Regions from separate parts of the Mus musculus genome. Here regions 2, 3, 4 and 5 are each linked to region 1. A link is a contact called in public Hi-C and promoter capture Hi-C data. All regions are on one chromosome and are shown on one strand. Each heading gives the region's core, a stretch centred on a gene start, on an enhancer-like site or on the middle of the called end of the contact. The rest is flanking DNA. Distances are from core to core; before and after follow the strand shown.

What was found. Promoter capture Hi-C pulls out the DNA fragments that hold promoters and counts their contacts. Hi-C and Micro-C count contacts between places; a contact is called where the count stands out from the background.
Region 2: a Hi-C map of CD4 T cells shows a contact between it and region 1, with 3 times the contacts expected there. The contact joins the promoter of Zdhhc13 here to the promoter of Fancf in region 1. A contact is called at or near these places in 1 of 39 promoter capture datasets (pre-B cells) and 1 of 484 Hi-C or Micro-C datasets (CD4 T cells).
Region 3: a promoter capture Hi-C map of pre-B cells shows a contact between it and region 1. The contact joins the promoter of Herc2 here to the promoter of Fancf in region 1. A contact is called at or near these places in 2 of 39 promoter capture datasets (cranial neural crest and pre-B cells).
Region 4: a contact with region 1 is called in a Hi-C map of uterus, with 6 times the contacts expected there. The contact joins the promoter of Tubgcp5 here to the promoter of Fancf in region 1. A contact is called at or near these places in 1 of 39 promoter capture datasets (pre-B cells) and 3 of 484 Hi-C or Micro-C datasets (embryonic stem cells, rod photoreceptor and uterus).
Region 5: a contact with region 1 is called in a promoter capture Hi-C map of pre-B cells. The contact joins the promoter of A230056P14Rik here to the promoter of Fancf in region 1. A contact is called at or near these places in 3 of 39 promoter capture datasets (the C10 cell line, cranial neural crest and pre-B cells) and 2 of 484 Hi-C or Micro-C datasets (LSK cells and pre-B cells).

Annotation. Positions count from the first base shown.
Region 1 is chr7:51,860,823-51,863,522 of GRCm38.p6, forward strand. Fancf (Fanconi anemia, complementation group F) reads right to left here and starts at 1,445. Exons shown (of 1, transcript NM_001115087.1): 1 at 1-1,445. The coding sequence starts at 1,432. The coding sequence ends at 401. It also overlaps a transcript of Gas2 not described here.
Region 2 is chr7:48,787,693-48,790,392 of GRCm38.p6, forward strand. It overlaps Zdhhc13 (zinc finger, DHHC domain containing 13), which reads left to right and starts at 1,311. Exons shown (of 17, transcript NM_028031.3): 1 at 1,311-1,445. The coding sequence starts at 1,419.
Region 3 is chr7:56,048,781-56,051,480 of GRCm38.p6, forward strand. It overlaps Herc2 (HECT and RLD domain containing E3 ubiquitin protein ligase 2), which reads left to right and starts at 1,375. Exons shown (of 93, transcript NM_010418.2): 1 at 1,375-1,522; 2 at 2,076-2,168. The coding sequence starts at 2,097. It overlaps Gm34121 (predicted gene, 34121), which reads right to left and starts at 1,270. Exons shown (of 3, transcript NR_166588.1): 1 at 962-1,270.
Region 4 is chr7:55,792,736-55,795,435 of GRCm38.p6, forward strand. It overlaps Tubgcp5 (tubulin, gamma complex associated protein 5), which reads left to right and starts at 1,390. Exons shown (of 23, transcript NM_146190.3): 1 at 1,390-1,605. The coding sequence starts at 1,460.
Region 5 is chr7:55,961,133-55,963,832 of GRCm38.p6, forward strand. It overlaps A230056P14Rik (RIKEN cDNA A230056P14 gene), which reads left to right and starts at 1,399. Exons shown (of 6, transcript NR_015495.2): 1 at 1,399-1,540. It overlaps Nipa2 (non imprinted in Prader-Willi/Angelman syndrome 2 homolog (human)), which reads right to left and starts at 1,361. Exons shown (of 7, transcript NM_001256130.1): 1 at 1,068-1,361; 2 at 320-440.

The DNA of each region.
Region 1 (2,700 bases), core at 195-2,694:
ACAAATTAGCTTTATACGAAACAAGCTGAAAATTCGATGGCTTTAAGAATTCTTTCACGATTAATGATGTAGCTCAGTGGTGAACACTAACATAGGCAGGGTCCTGGGTCCATTACCAGAACAAAAACAATCTCTATATAATACATATTATATAATATATAAATTTATAGATATTGTGCATATTATATATATTTATATTATGAACCATTTAAAATTGGCCCCTGAATAATTAGGTTTTGGGAGCATGTATATAGGGAATTGGGGAGAACACTGACAATTTGTAAACTGCATAGTCAAGAAGTAGCAGGATGCTGTGCATAGAGGCTTTGGTGAGAAGTATGCTTGTTATTCCCTCTATGGGACAGGGTCTGTCCAGATGCCCAGCCTGGGAACTGAGAATCTACTCTAGCACGATCCCACACTCAAGCACCACCAGGAGGTCTGTCCAGATGCTCATCCCAGGAACCTCGAAATCTCCATCCAAGGCTTTGCGGGACCTTAGGGTCACCAGCACCTCTTCCTGCAGAAATGGCTGGGCATGGCACAAGCTCTGCAGCCTTAGGCACAGCTCTTCCCAGGGCATGTCCTCCATCTGTGTAGGGACCCAGGCACCCTTTTGCAGATCATAGTGCAGCCGCGTGGCCCACGTTGTGAGCAGGTCCAGGTAGGCGCGAGACAGTGCGTGGTGGCAGCCCGCCACGGAGGCCAGGCGCTTGGCTGGCAGATGGCGGCAAAAAGCGGCCAATACCTCGGGACTTTCGAGAAGCCAGCGCAGTAGTTTCTGTGTCTCATCCGCACCCGCAGGGTCCGTGGCCTGGGCTGGCTCCGGGTCTTCCTCGCGTAGCAGCAGCGCTTCGGCAGTCACGTCGAGCACGTGCTCCCGCGGCCCGCGCGTCCACAACGTGTCCAGGAGTTTGCGCGCGGCCGCGGAGTCGGCCCCGCCCAGCTCGTGCAGGCGCGCGTCCAGCAGCTCCGCGTGCGTGCGCAGCAGCGCGCTCCTGGGCGCGTCCCCGCCGAGGCGGCACAGCAGGCGCAGCGCGCTTCCGCGGCGCGCCAGGAGGACCAGGCGCGACTGCGGCACGTCGTCTCGGTGGTCCGCGGCGGGGCCCGGGAACAGCAAGCTCGGCAGCGCGCGGGCGGCGGCGGGCGCGAGCGCGCGGTTCCGCAGCAGGCGGAGGGCGAGCCGCGCGTCCCCGGACTCCAGCGCCGCGAAGCTGCGCAGCCCGAGCGGCCCTCCCCGCGCGGGGAGCCGCCTCTCGAGCGCCTCCCGCACGCGGCCGCGGCCCGCGAAGCGTCGGTACACGTGGAGCAGATAACGCGCCCACTGCAGCGCCCTGCGCACCTTTTCGGCGTCCCACGTGCTCACCAGCGACCCACACGACACGGCCAACAGCTCGGAGAATCGCTCGGTTTGCTGCACAAGCGGCTCCATGGCGGCCGCTTCCGCCCTGACATCCCGAGGCGCGAGCCGATTGGACATGAGCGTGAGCGCCCGCCTCAGCGTGCTGTGCCATTGGACGACGGCCGTGTCAGTCTCGCACCATGGTTTCCGGGGCACATTGGCGCTGAAAATGAACTAGGGCAAAGTCCCAAGCTTTTACTCTGGGTCTGGGAGAGGACGCGTGAGTGCGAGTTTGAGCGCTAGGATTTTATGTGCTCTTTTGTTTTAAAAATGCCAGTGGTAGACATTTAGGCGCTTCCCCGAAAGGGGACCCATGTTCATCATTATTAGCAGTGCGGATGTGATCTGCTTGCGAACTCAAAGCTCTTAAATGGCCCGTTTCCCTGGTACTTGTGGAACCAGGACCCTCACACGCTGTGCTGTGAGTTCCCGGGCTTTTTTCCTTTTTCCTTATTTATATTGTTTACTGATTCTGAGGAAACCTATCACTGAATTGTGCAAGCAGCCTTTCAGTTTGCAGTCCTGCCTCGACTAACCTAGTGACTGGCAGCACTATCCTGAGGCTTACTAGCCATGCAATAAATGAAAGTTTAAGCTCAAAATTAATCTACACATTTATGCTAGACTCTGAATAGTTCTGGGCATTCTTATCAGAACATATAGTTAAGCCAGTTTTGTTTAGTTTTTAGCCATTAGCCCAGACTATAGTGTTTGGCCTTGTGATTTTATTTTAGTCTGTGTGATGGGTTTTAAAGTTTCAGGTGGTAGCTATTAGGAATTACAGAGGTCACTGGTTCATCCACTTACTAAATACTAAGTCACGTGATGTGATAGCCAGTGAAGGACAGGACTGGCGCAGTTGAGATAAATGTAGTTAAAGCTTCCCTGTCCCACAGGAAACACTAATGTTCCTTAGAGAGACTTCAACTTCATAATGCGGTAGACAAAAATAAGAGTCACTAGATCTTAGATGTTAGGGAAAGCCCCATTAAACCTTCCTTTCAACTGAATGCCCAAAGAATACACCTGGAAATGCTTCAAGGCCATGGGAACCGTTAATAAGTCTTAAGCCACCAGAGTGAAAACCAGATCTAATCCAGGGTGAGAAAGAAGTCCAAAACAGCTTCATTTCCAAGTGGCTGGGACAGTTCAGAGAAACTTCACCAGTGCTCACCTTTTCAAAACCAATATTATGTTAAATCTCAGTACCACAGTGAGTAATTATTTGTTTCACAGTAGCCATCTTTTATTAAGTAGCTATGCATCCCTCCGACAGTTTCCCATCAGAAGAATGCACT
Region 2 (2,700 bases), core at 61-2,560, 3.1 Mb before region 1:
TCCACCCATCTAGTCACTGTAATTATGGTAAATAGTTTCTAGGTCTCGGTGCTGTTCTGGGCACTGGGAGTTCCTAGACAAACACAGTGTTTCCCATCTTCAGTGGGTGTAGGCTTTATGGGTAATCTATGGTGTGCCCAATAAGTAGGGCCACTGACCATAATAATACACTTATAATTTTACTGTTTCAGGGTAATATTTTTTCATGGGTAACCCAGCACTTTATTTCCAGACACTTATTTCATGGTTTCATAGAGTCACAATATTAATTCTGACTTAGCCTCTAAGGATCTAACCAAGCTGGGCTTGGTAACAGACACATCAAGGAATTATCACAAAGAACGGAGTTGAGTCCAGGCTCAGGAAAGCCCTATTGTTTTCTGGACACTGAGGTAGGAGAGAGCTCCCCACTGGTAAGAACCAAGAGTATTCTTGTTTCATAGCCCACCAATGTGTGCAAGACTTATATGCCCTCTCCTCCATGCAGTCTACCAAAAGGGACTGGAGAGGCTTATTCAGTTATATCTCCACCCTCCCTGTGGAACTCTCATATTTTCTGCTTTCTTTTTTGTTAAAACGTATTTTTGTTTCATTTATTAATTTACTTGTGTGTGGAGGTGGCATGGTGAACGAGCTGTGTGTGTGTGTGTGTGTGTGTGTGTGTGTGTGTGTGTGTGTGTGTGTAAGAATCAGTGGAAAGCATCAAGACTTTTCCCTTCCCACCATGATCCAGGAGAACAAACTCAGGTCGTAACACTTGTTGGCAAGTGCCTTTACCACCGCTCACATCTTCTGCTTTCTATGAGGAACCAGGCCCTGATGCTAAAAGTATCTTGCTCAAGAGCACATGACTGAAGAGCAGCAGTTAGGAACTCCCAATGCCTAGAACAGCTAACATCTGTGAGGTTGTCCATGAGGCAGGATGCTCTTCATCTGCCAAAACCCCTGCTGTGGGACTGTAAATACTTTTCCTCAGTTAATTTTCCAAACGCTTACATGAAGTTTGTTCTTGACTCACAGTTGAGAAGATTGAGGTGAGGGAGAGAACTCCACAAGGACAGCTAGCTTTGGGGTAGCCCACTCGGGGACGTTGGAATAACAACAGCCTGAACCTGCACCTGTAGAGCCTTCTGAGTGGGAACCCTAAGTGGTGCCAAGGGTGGGGCTGAAGGAAAGAACATAGCGGGGGCGGGGCAGGGGGCGGGGATGACCGGCAGTTCTCTAGAGGTGAGAAAGTCCCGCCCCCGTGAGAGAGAGATCGGGGATTGGCTTCTCGTGGCGGATTGACAGCCCTAGGATGCGCGCAGTTAGGAGGGCGGAGCGCGAGCCGGAAGTGGGCGAGAGGCGGCTGAGGCGTGCTTGGAGAGCCGCGGCCGCCACTTTGCGCTGGAGCCGCGGCCGAGCGGGCGCGGGTCGTGATGGAGGGCCCGGGCCTGGGCTCGCAGGTGAGCGCGGCTGGACGTGGGCGGCGGTGGGGACGTAAGCCGCGGCCAGGTGAGGCGGTTCCGCGAGGACAGCAGGATCTGGGCCTTGGCCACACTAAGAAAGATGCTGCTTGTCCTTTGCGGTGGCCGCAGAGCGAGGCCGGGCCCTCCTGTCGCCTCCATTCGGCGGCTGGGCGTCACGCACCGGTGCCTAAGTCGGCTGGAACCTGTAAGGTGTCAGGTGACACACCTCAGATAGCACAGCCAGCCTTAGACCTTAGCCTGGAGTCTGAGAGATTCTGTTGAGAAATTATCAGCCCTAGCGCCTAGGCTGCCGCCTTCTCTCCACCTTGTCTTAGCTCTTGTTGCTACCCACATCCTTCCTACTCCTTGAAAGCATCAAGGCTGTGGAGGCAGGAGGAAGGGCGCTCCGTGGTACCATCTGCAAAATCCCCAAGGATTCTATTCTGAGAAGGGCTAGATTAGTCCCAGAGGACAGAGGAGGCCAAAGGGGAAGCTATAAAAGCCAAGAGAACTAAGAATTTGTCCCTTTTGATTGTGACTACTCTAAAGACTTATAACTGGCATTGAATAGATTACAACTTAATATTTTCAGGCTTCTTCAATCCTAGCAAATGTTTAGCGTGTGCTACATGCATTTATGTGCACCTTTTTATCCCAGCTTCAAAGTTTTTAAGCAAAAGAAATCCCCATCTACAGGAGAGTAAACTGACACAGTCTCTAATTCAAGTTATGCTAGAAGTAGATTGATTTTTTTTTTTCAAGCAGTTTGAGGTTGTCACATTGCTTGGACTCTTTAAAAAAAAAAAAATTCCCCAATCCCAAGAGTGTTCTTCATAGCTCTCTATTTTTCTTCTTCAACCAGTTTGGTGTAGGTTTAAGTGGAAAATAACATGCTGAGGTGTTTTTATTGGGAGTTCTTGCATTTTAAAAGAAATGAAAAATGATGTGCAGGGAGCCTGAATTACTATGAAAGAACATAGACTCTTTACATGAAACAGTCTCTCATTATTTTTCTCAGGCTCAAACGTCAGTAAGAGTAGGCCTCATTTCTTAATTACTGTCACTCATTAATAAAAGCCTGTGAGAGCTTAGCTTTACTCCTCCATGCTAAGAGGGAAATAACCCAGCTCAGGTTCCATGACATCAGAAGGGAGAGGATGATTTTAGAGGTTGAGGTTGGTGGGGCAAGATAGACTGTTGTTAATGATAGTTGCCATGGCTGCTTTCTTCAGTTATAACGTGAAGAGCTAGC
Region 3 (2,700 bases), core at 125-2,624, 4.2 Mb after region 1:
GATGTGATCAAGTCAAGTAGACTATGCCTCATGGATCAAAATGATGTGTTTGCTTGGTGTATTCTTGCCACACATGGGTTCTCTTGCCTCTATACCATGCTATGCAACATCAGAAATGCCGTCACCAGATACCAGTGCTATGCTCTTAGACTTAGCCTCCAGAAGTGTGAGGTACAAATGCCTGTATTTATTATTCAGTCATGTTGTTACAGCAACACAAAATGGACTACAAACATCGTTTTTTTAGAGCTAGCAGACACAGTTCTAAAAATGTACGTAGGTAAACATGCTTCAGTATGTGGAGGGACGAAGGGTGTCTTGCATGAGAAGGGAGCCTAAGGGCCAGAGATGCCTCCTCGGGTGTTACCTTCTACTGGTAATTATGCTGTCATGCCTCAGGTTCAAAGCCCTGTCCACCCTAACTGTATTTTGGATGTGGTTGAATTTGAAACCTTGTTCAGATACTTTTGAGTTGAAGCAGAAGTAAATTAGAGTCACACAGTCTTTGGGAGGTGTGATAGACTGTGGATCTTTTATACTGCTTCCTGCTGCTTGAAACAGAGATGTGATGTCTGAGCTATGGCAAATCCCTTGACCCTTGGGAGTGAGTTTGAAGATACATACCAAGGATGACAAAAGACAGGTATTTTAACGTTGCAACTGGGCCACCATACCACTGTGGCATATCCCTCATTGCTGCCTTCTAACACGTGGGAAAAAAATGAACCATCGTATTTAAAACAACAAATCGCACCCAGTTCCTATTTCAAATGTTCTAAGTCCTTTCTTTGCCTTCTCATGGAAAAGTTTAATTTCCACATGCTTGAAGATTATGTTATGTTTTATTTGTAGTTATTTGATTATTCCATGATGATCAGAGAACATATTTTGTGTGATTTTAATTGCTCTTTTCTTACTCCCGCACCCCCATTCCCCCAGGGTCTCTTAACCCAGAATTCACCTGCTTCTGCCTTCCTGGTGCCAGGGTTAAAGGCGAGTACTACCAGGCCCGGATCAATTACTTTTTCTTAAATTTCCTCTTCTGTCCACTGACTCAAAGGCCAAAAGGACGCTGTCGTTAAAGCACAGGGAGCCTCGAGAACCTCGTCCCGCTGCAAATACCTTACCAACTTCGGGTCCCTGGAAGCAAACACAGTCTGGGAAGGGTTGGGACTGGGCAAGCCAGCGTGCGTGCGCACAAGTCCCACCTCCCGGCGTCTGCGGTTGGCTCTCGCTGAGCGGGTGAGTCTCAAGAAGGAAGCTGAGTCGTGCTGAAGGAAGCGGAAGTTGGGGGAGGGGCGTGCGACGCTGCTCGTCCATTGGCTGAAGCCGTCTCTCACCCTTGCGCTATTGGGCGGGCGCAGCCATGCGTCAGCGTGCGCTTCGGGCCGCAGACTGGATCGCGAGCGCCGGCCGGCTCCTGCAGGGAGTGTTCCCTCAGCCGGCTGGCGGAGCAGGCGGCGCCAGGGCTGGCCGAGCTGGGCCGAAGGAGGGCGGAGGGGCCGAAGACGGGCGGCGCCAGGTCCGGGAGAGCGGGGCCCGGAGAGCGGCGGGCGGAAGGCGGGCGTTGGCGCGGAGGAACCAGGGCCTGTGCGCCTCGGAGGCCGCGCAGTCACGGCTGTCTTTTTAGTATTTAGGCGATTGTTGTAGATTTATCTGCAGACATGACTTTTGTTTATTTACCACACTCCGCCGGACTGCTGTAGGTATAGCGGCTGATGCACACTGGTGTCATTTGTCGTTGCGATAGTGAGTTTTTTTTCCTGACGTGTGTCTGTGTGTGTCCCTTTGGATTTAAAGGAGTGGGATGACATTGTGCAGTGGTCGCCGGTGACCACTGTAGGTCCGGCCGGCGTATTGGGAAATCCCAGCGACTCTACCTCTATTGGAAGTGGTATTTCCCTCCCTTCTCCCGTTCTGGGGCCAGCTTTCCCTCTCATCCCTCATCCTCTCGTCCCCTCCCCCAGCTCTCCTTCCCTGTTTTATGTTCTGTCTCGGCCGCGTTAAACAGCAGGATGGTGTAAATAGCAGTTTAAAGAAGCTCGAGGGCTCCAGCGTTTGTGTTTGACTTGCAGGTCTGACCACCCGGAGGAAACATGCCTTCTGAGTCTTTCTGTTTGGCTGCCCAGTCTCGCCTTGACTCCAAATGGTTGAAAACAGATATCCAGGTGGGGTGAACATGGTTTTCTCTTTTCTTTGTGTGTTCCTGTCTCTATAAAAAATGTTTGCTTGAGGAGAATGTGTGAGTGAATGGCAATTAGATCTTGTCTTAGGAAGATTATTTCTTATAATTTACAATGTGACATTTATTATGACTGTTGAAGAGATGCTATGTGGTTGTGGCTTAATTGAAGTTAGTTGTAAGTGCAAGAAACTTGAGATCCAGTTATGCAATTTTTCAGTATTTTTATTCTGGAGGCTTATTTTTATTTGTTTATTTTTTTAAGACAGGGTTTCATATTCCCAGGCTGGCCTTGAACTCCTCAGTGTAGGTGAGGATGACCTGACATCCGATCCTTTTGCCTCCACCTCTTGAGTGCTAGCATTGCAGCACCTTAACACCTTGCTGGGATTATGTGGTATAGTTAGGCAGGTATTTTACCAGCTGAACTCCATCCCAGGTCCTGCCAACATTCTTAATCAAGACTTGACTGTTGTTTGTTTCTTTTTCTTTTTTTCCCCCCTCTTATTTTTAGAAAG
Region 4 (2,700 bases), core at 140-2,639, 3.9 Mb after region 1:
CACAGCTTAGGGGATAACAACTGTTTTATTCAATATGGAGTAACTTAGCCTGGCCTCAACAAAGACCTTCCTCGTGAGGGATTCGTCTAAGAAAAAGTCAGGCAAGTACCAATTGGGGTGGCAGGTGCTACCTAATGCGGACGATTTATAAAGGCTCAAAGGCTCCAGCTGCTGCTCTGACGACTTTGCCCACGTCTGCTCTCAAGAGTGCTTTCCCCTTTTTATATTTTGAAAATGACGTTTTAAAATTTATTTTTGTATGGGGTGGAGGTACGCACACATGGGAATTATAAGACTACTTATGGGACATGGTTCTCTCCTATCATGTGAGTCCACACGATGGGATGCAAGCAGCCAGGCCTGACAGCCAGCAACTTTATTAAGTAAGCCAGCTTTTTTTGTTTTGTTTTGGGTTTGTTGTTGCTGTTGTTGTTTTGGTTGTTTTGTTCTGATTTTTTTTTTTTTTTTTCGAGACAGGGTTTCTCTGTATAGCCCTGGCTGTCCTGGAACTCACTCTGTAGGCTGGCCTTGAACTCAGAGCCACTTTCCCTTTCTTGAGAACTTGTTCGAGGGTTCTAACAAGAAAGCACAACTGCCTGTACTGTAACAAGGACAAGTCCTCCATAGGGAAGGTCGGCCTAACCCAAAGCTGTGGGTGCACAAAGAACAGTAACAGAAAAGCATCCCCGGCCATCAAGTGGGTGACAGACAGCTGGCCCTCACATACATCTCCACCTTACTAATAAACCAGCAGTTTCAGCATGTGGGCAGTGACCCGCAGTAGGGATCACACATCAGATAGTTACATTACAATTCGTAAACTAGCAAAAGTATAACTATGAAGTAGCAACGAAATAATTTAATGGTTATGGGTCATCCCAGCGAGAGGAACTATATTAAAGGGTCACAGCATTTGGAAGGTTCAGAGCCATTGTAATACATAAATGGGCACTATCGCTGCTTTAACCATATGTTCCTGGTCTAATCAGAAGCATGTGTTTAGTTGGGGAGCTCTGAGAGCCCAGTTTAGGTCGTCTGGAGGAGAAAGTGAAGGCCGGAGCATGAACAAATAAGTCACGATGTTCAAAAATGTCGGAAACTATACCCTGGAACCAAAAAACTGGTTGGCTCAAAATGCATCAGAATTTAAATCGTTAATCAGGAGTATCCAGAGTCCCTTATTAACAATGATTAATAATAAATAATGGTTAGCTGTCTGAAGACTCTCGGATTTCCCGGTGTGCAAGCAGAAAGAGCACATCTCTTCCCCACCCACGGACGCACCGCATCCAGCAACCAGCATCCACTCCCATCAGCACCTTTCCCAGGCACAGCTCCGGGGCTGCCGGAACTCTCGCGGAAACATCCTCCACATCTCGAAACCCCGGTGCCGGGACGGGCGGAACTCTCGCGAGAACAGTCGCCACTTAGCAGAGATCCTGATAGGTACGCCGCGGCAATGGCCCGGCCTAAGTCGTCCGGGAGCCGGATGGACAGACAGCTGGAGCATGATGTGTGCGAGCTCGTCCGGCAGGTTACGGGGCTGCAGGACGAGGCGGACCCCAACTTCCAGCTGGCCCTGGACTTCGTCTGGTCCAACTTCAGGTGTGGGATCGCGGCTACGAGCTGAAGTCGCGCGGGCGGGCGGGTCCGGGTCGGGAGTGCGGCCTCCGGCACCCCTGCGTCTGCTGCAGCTGCTGTGCCTTGGTTTCCCCTTAGGTGCCCTTGCGAGAAACCCGCAGTTGCAGCGGCACATTCCTAGAGAGCTGTTGACTCTGCTCACCCGCACGCAGTACGGTGCACATCAAAAGTCATTTGATGGCTGGGAAAGTGAATTTTTAGCGCCAAATTCTGATCACATCCTGTTAGGTTTTTTGGGGGTTTTTTGTTTTGTTTTGTTTTTTGTTTGTCTCACCAACCCCCCTCTTCTCTTGCTCGGACCACTTACAAGTTTCCCCGCTTCTGTGTCCTCCCTTTGCATTGCATAAAACAAATTCAAGTTCTACTATTGAGCAACACATAGCATGTCTAGTAGAAGTCACCCTAAACAGTGAACAGTTTGTCAGACTGTGATCCTGATTCTAAGCGCAGGACGTGAGTGTCTGCCTAGTTCGTGAGACTACAGACCTCTCAGGTTGATGGGAAGCAAGCCAACGATCCAAAACCACAAGTGCAATTTCTAGTTATAACCTATAGAAAGAACAAGGATTCAAAGAAGTCAGGTAACTCGAAAAGCAGATGTACCACAAGTATTTTTTCTAGTGGCAGATAGGAGGGAGGGGATAGTCATTTTAGAGTTGGGAAGAGACATAGATGCTGCATAGTATAACAGAAGTACTAAAAGCATACCTATAACACTCTGTCACCAGTGTCACCCGTAGAAAACATGTGGCAGTCACCTTGTGTTACAGTTGCTTTATTTCCACATGTTGTTCGTTGTTACATTAATGACAGCCTTTGGTCCCACTGCTAAATTTTAGGTTTTGTTGTTGATGATGTTATGTGTATGATTTGACTCTGTGTACACGTGTGCATGTGTGTGCCTGGTGCCCAAGGCAGCTGATCCCCTGGAACTGGGATTATAAACAGCCTGTGGGTGCTGTGAATAGAACCTGGGGACCCTGAGCAATGGCGTGGGCTCTTAACCCCCGAGGCATCTCTCCAGACCCTTTCAAAGCTTTCTAAATATTTGATAATTGT
Region 5 (2,700 bases), core at 149-2,648, 4.1 Mb after region 1:
TCATTCTCCACCTTATTTTTCCTGATGGGGCCTCTCAATCAACCTAAAGTTTACTGACTCAACAAGACAAGCTAGACAAGAGGTGGGCAGGAACCTCCGGGCAGTGGTGGCGCATGCCATTAATCCCAGCACTAGGGAGGCAGAGGAGGCCAGCCTGGTCTACAGAGTGAGTTCCAGGACAGCCAGGACTACACAGAGAAACCCTGTCTCTATAAAAATCAAAACAAAAAACAACCAAACAACCAAACAAAAAAATACTACAGAACCTAATCTCCGATCTAACTTAGCAATACTGTTAGAAATTAAAATTTTAACTTACATGTAAGTTTAATATGGTCTTTCTTTTAAAAAACAGAGATGATTTATTCATTCTCATTTTCTTGGAAACGCTATCCTTTATTCCCATTTAAAGTATTTAACCACGGCAGAGTAGTTCCACCCTGGAAAGAAGAAAATATGGAAGTAGGTGAAAGGACAGAAAATTACTAAATACTTAGATATATAGTTACTGGCCTTCCTGTTCTTTCACTTAGTAAGTACTGTAAGAGCTTCTACATACAGCTTACTGGAATGAAAAACGTCAAATCTCAGACTTCCTCTTTTAACTTTAAAAATAATTAATATGGTATCAAACGGGCACATGATATAGAATCTAAAGAAACTGCACTCAAGACCACTCCTAAACTAAATGCCTTGCCATTATCGTAGAGAAATCAAAGAAGCAGGAACCCCAAACCCTGCATTTTGTGTAAACCCTATTAAGTGCCAGGGAACTGAGTCAAGCAAGCTCAAAACGTTACAGCAAGCCGAAACCATCTTCTGAAAACTCACGAAGGCAAATAAAACTGATATGCAGAACTTAACGAGTACGCGACCGGACAGGGCCAACCAGCCAGACTTCTGCCGGATTGAATGGCAATCAATCCGACTCACTGCGGATCACCAGGGAAGCTGCGTCCACCCCAGAACACGCGAAAAAGCAAGTCGCCCCGGGGCCCTTCTCCGACCTCAGGCGGCCGACACAGCCCGCAGCTCCGCCCTGGAGCTCGCTTACAGGAAGTAGCTACCTTAGGGCCGTCGCAGGCCGGCGGGCGACTCGGCTCCCTCCGGGACGCGACCCCGGTGCCCGCTCAGACCCCCACGCAGGCAGCTCGCTCCTGCGCGCACACAGCCACCGTCTCCGGCGACGTCCCGCGGGAAGTTCGTGCATCCGAGACTGCAGTGAGCGCCGCCTCCTCCATGGGAGAGCCGAGAGGAGCCTACCTCGGACAGCCTTCGGCCGCACCGCGGCCAGCACCAGAAGAGCCGCCGAGAACCTGCCGGGAAACCTGGGCGCAGACTAGTGACGTAAACCGCGCGCGCTGGGCAGGCACAGCTCAGGCCCCGCCTCCGCAAGGCTCTTCGCCCCGCCCTGACAGCGAGCCGGAGGAGCCGTACCTTCTAAGGTCATCTTTGCTCACCTACTCATCAAAAATCCAGCCCTGTTATTTAAAATCCGATTTCCTGGGAGTCTTCACGTGGGACCTTTGGGATGGAGGAGGTGGGTTTGACCGCAAAGGGCGGAAGTGGGCGGGACAAGGAGGCAGGTTTCCAGGGAAGAGACAGTAAAGCTTGTGGAGGAGGACCTTGTGATTTGGACAAGAGATCTTTTCCACGAGATGCACAGGAAACAAAGTAATAGCTTTTTCTCGGCTGCTTTTGCTTTGAAAAGACCATTGAAGGCTGCTGAAAATCCTTGTTTACAGGATATGTTACTCCAAGAACATTTGTTTGGGTGTGTTTGGGAGGGAGATCCTTGTAAAATGAATTATACATTTATTGAAACATTAAAAACAGCACTGTAGTTTTCCTATCTCCTATGCTAATGCTTTGGACGTGATGGTCTAAAACATTGAGGGAGTGGCTAAGTAGCTAATTTAAAAGCTACTCTGCTGTGAACTTGACAACCAGATACCCAAGTGTCTTAGAACTGGCTCTTGAGGACTTATTTTGCTCAATTTTTAGGGTAGGCTAATTTCTAGATGACATGCAAGTGGGACTTTGATGATCAGGTAAATACAGAATGACTCCAATTTTTCCACCTTTCCATGTGTCCACAAATTTTACAGTACCTGCATCTCCACTCTCCCTGAATCTGCATTGGCTGGGGGAATGGTATTGAGCAAAGAAAAATGCAATGAAACTTGATAAGAAGCCCGGACTGGTGGGCAGGAGGGAATAATGGAGAACAAATGTAGTACAATGTAGACCAGGAACAAAGCCACCATACTGACTTCCTTCCTGGCTAACTCAGAATTGCTGGCAAGGGTCAGGTTGGTTCACATCAGCAAAACTGCCCCACTGACCCATCGGCCTAAAAGAAAGAATAAGTGATTGCCACCTCATTTTGGTTTAAATTGATAGGCAGCAATAACTTAACTGATAAAGATGGCAACAGACATCTCCAAAGACCTGTTGATTATCATAAAGGCACTGGTTGGTTCATTTGAACAGGTGTGTGCCGTATGTGGGATCAGCATTGTAATTTAACCGTGGTAGAGAATTATCTTGTGGCACCTCCCTCTCCCTTCCCTTCCTCCTTCTCACTCCCTCCTCCCCATTGTCCTAAACATCCAAGGTACAGATCCTTCTCATCCATCTGCTTTCATCATTACAATCCTTTAGCTACTGTCACACTCATTATCTGGTCCTCCAAGCCAG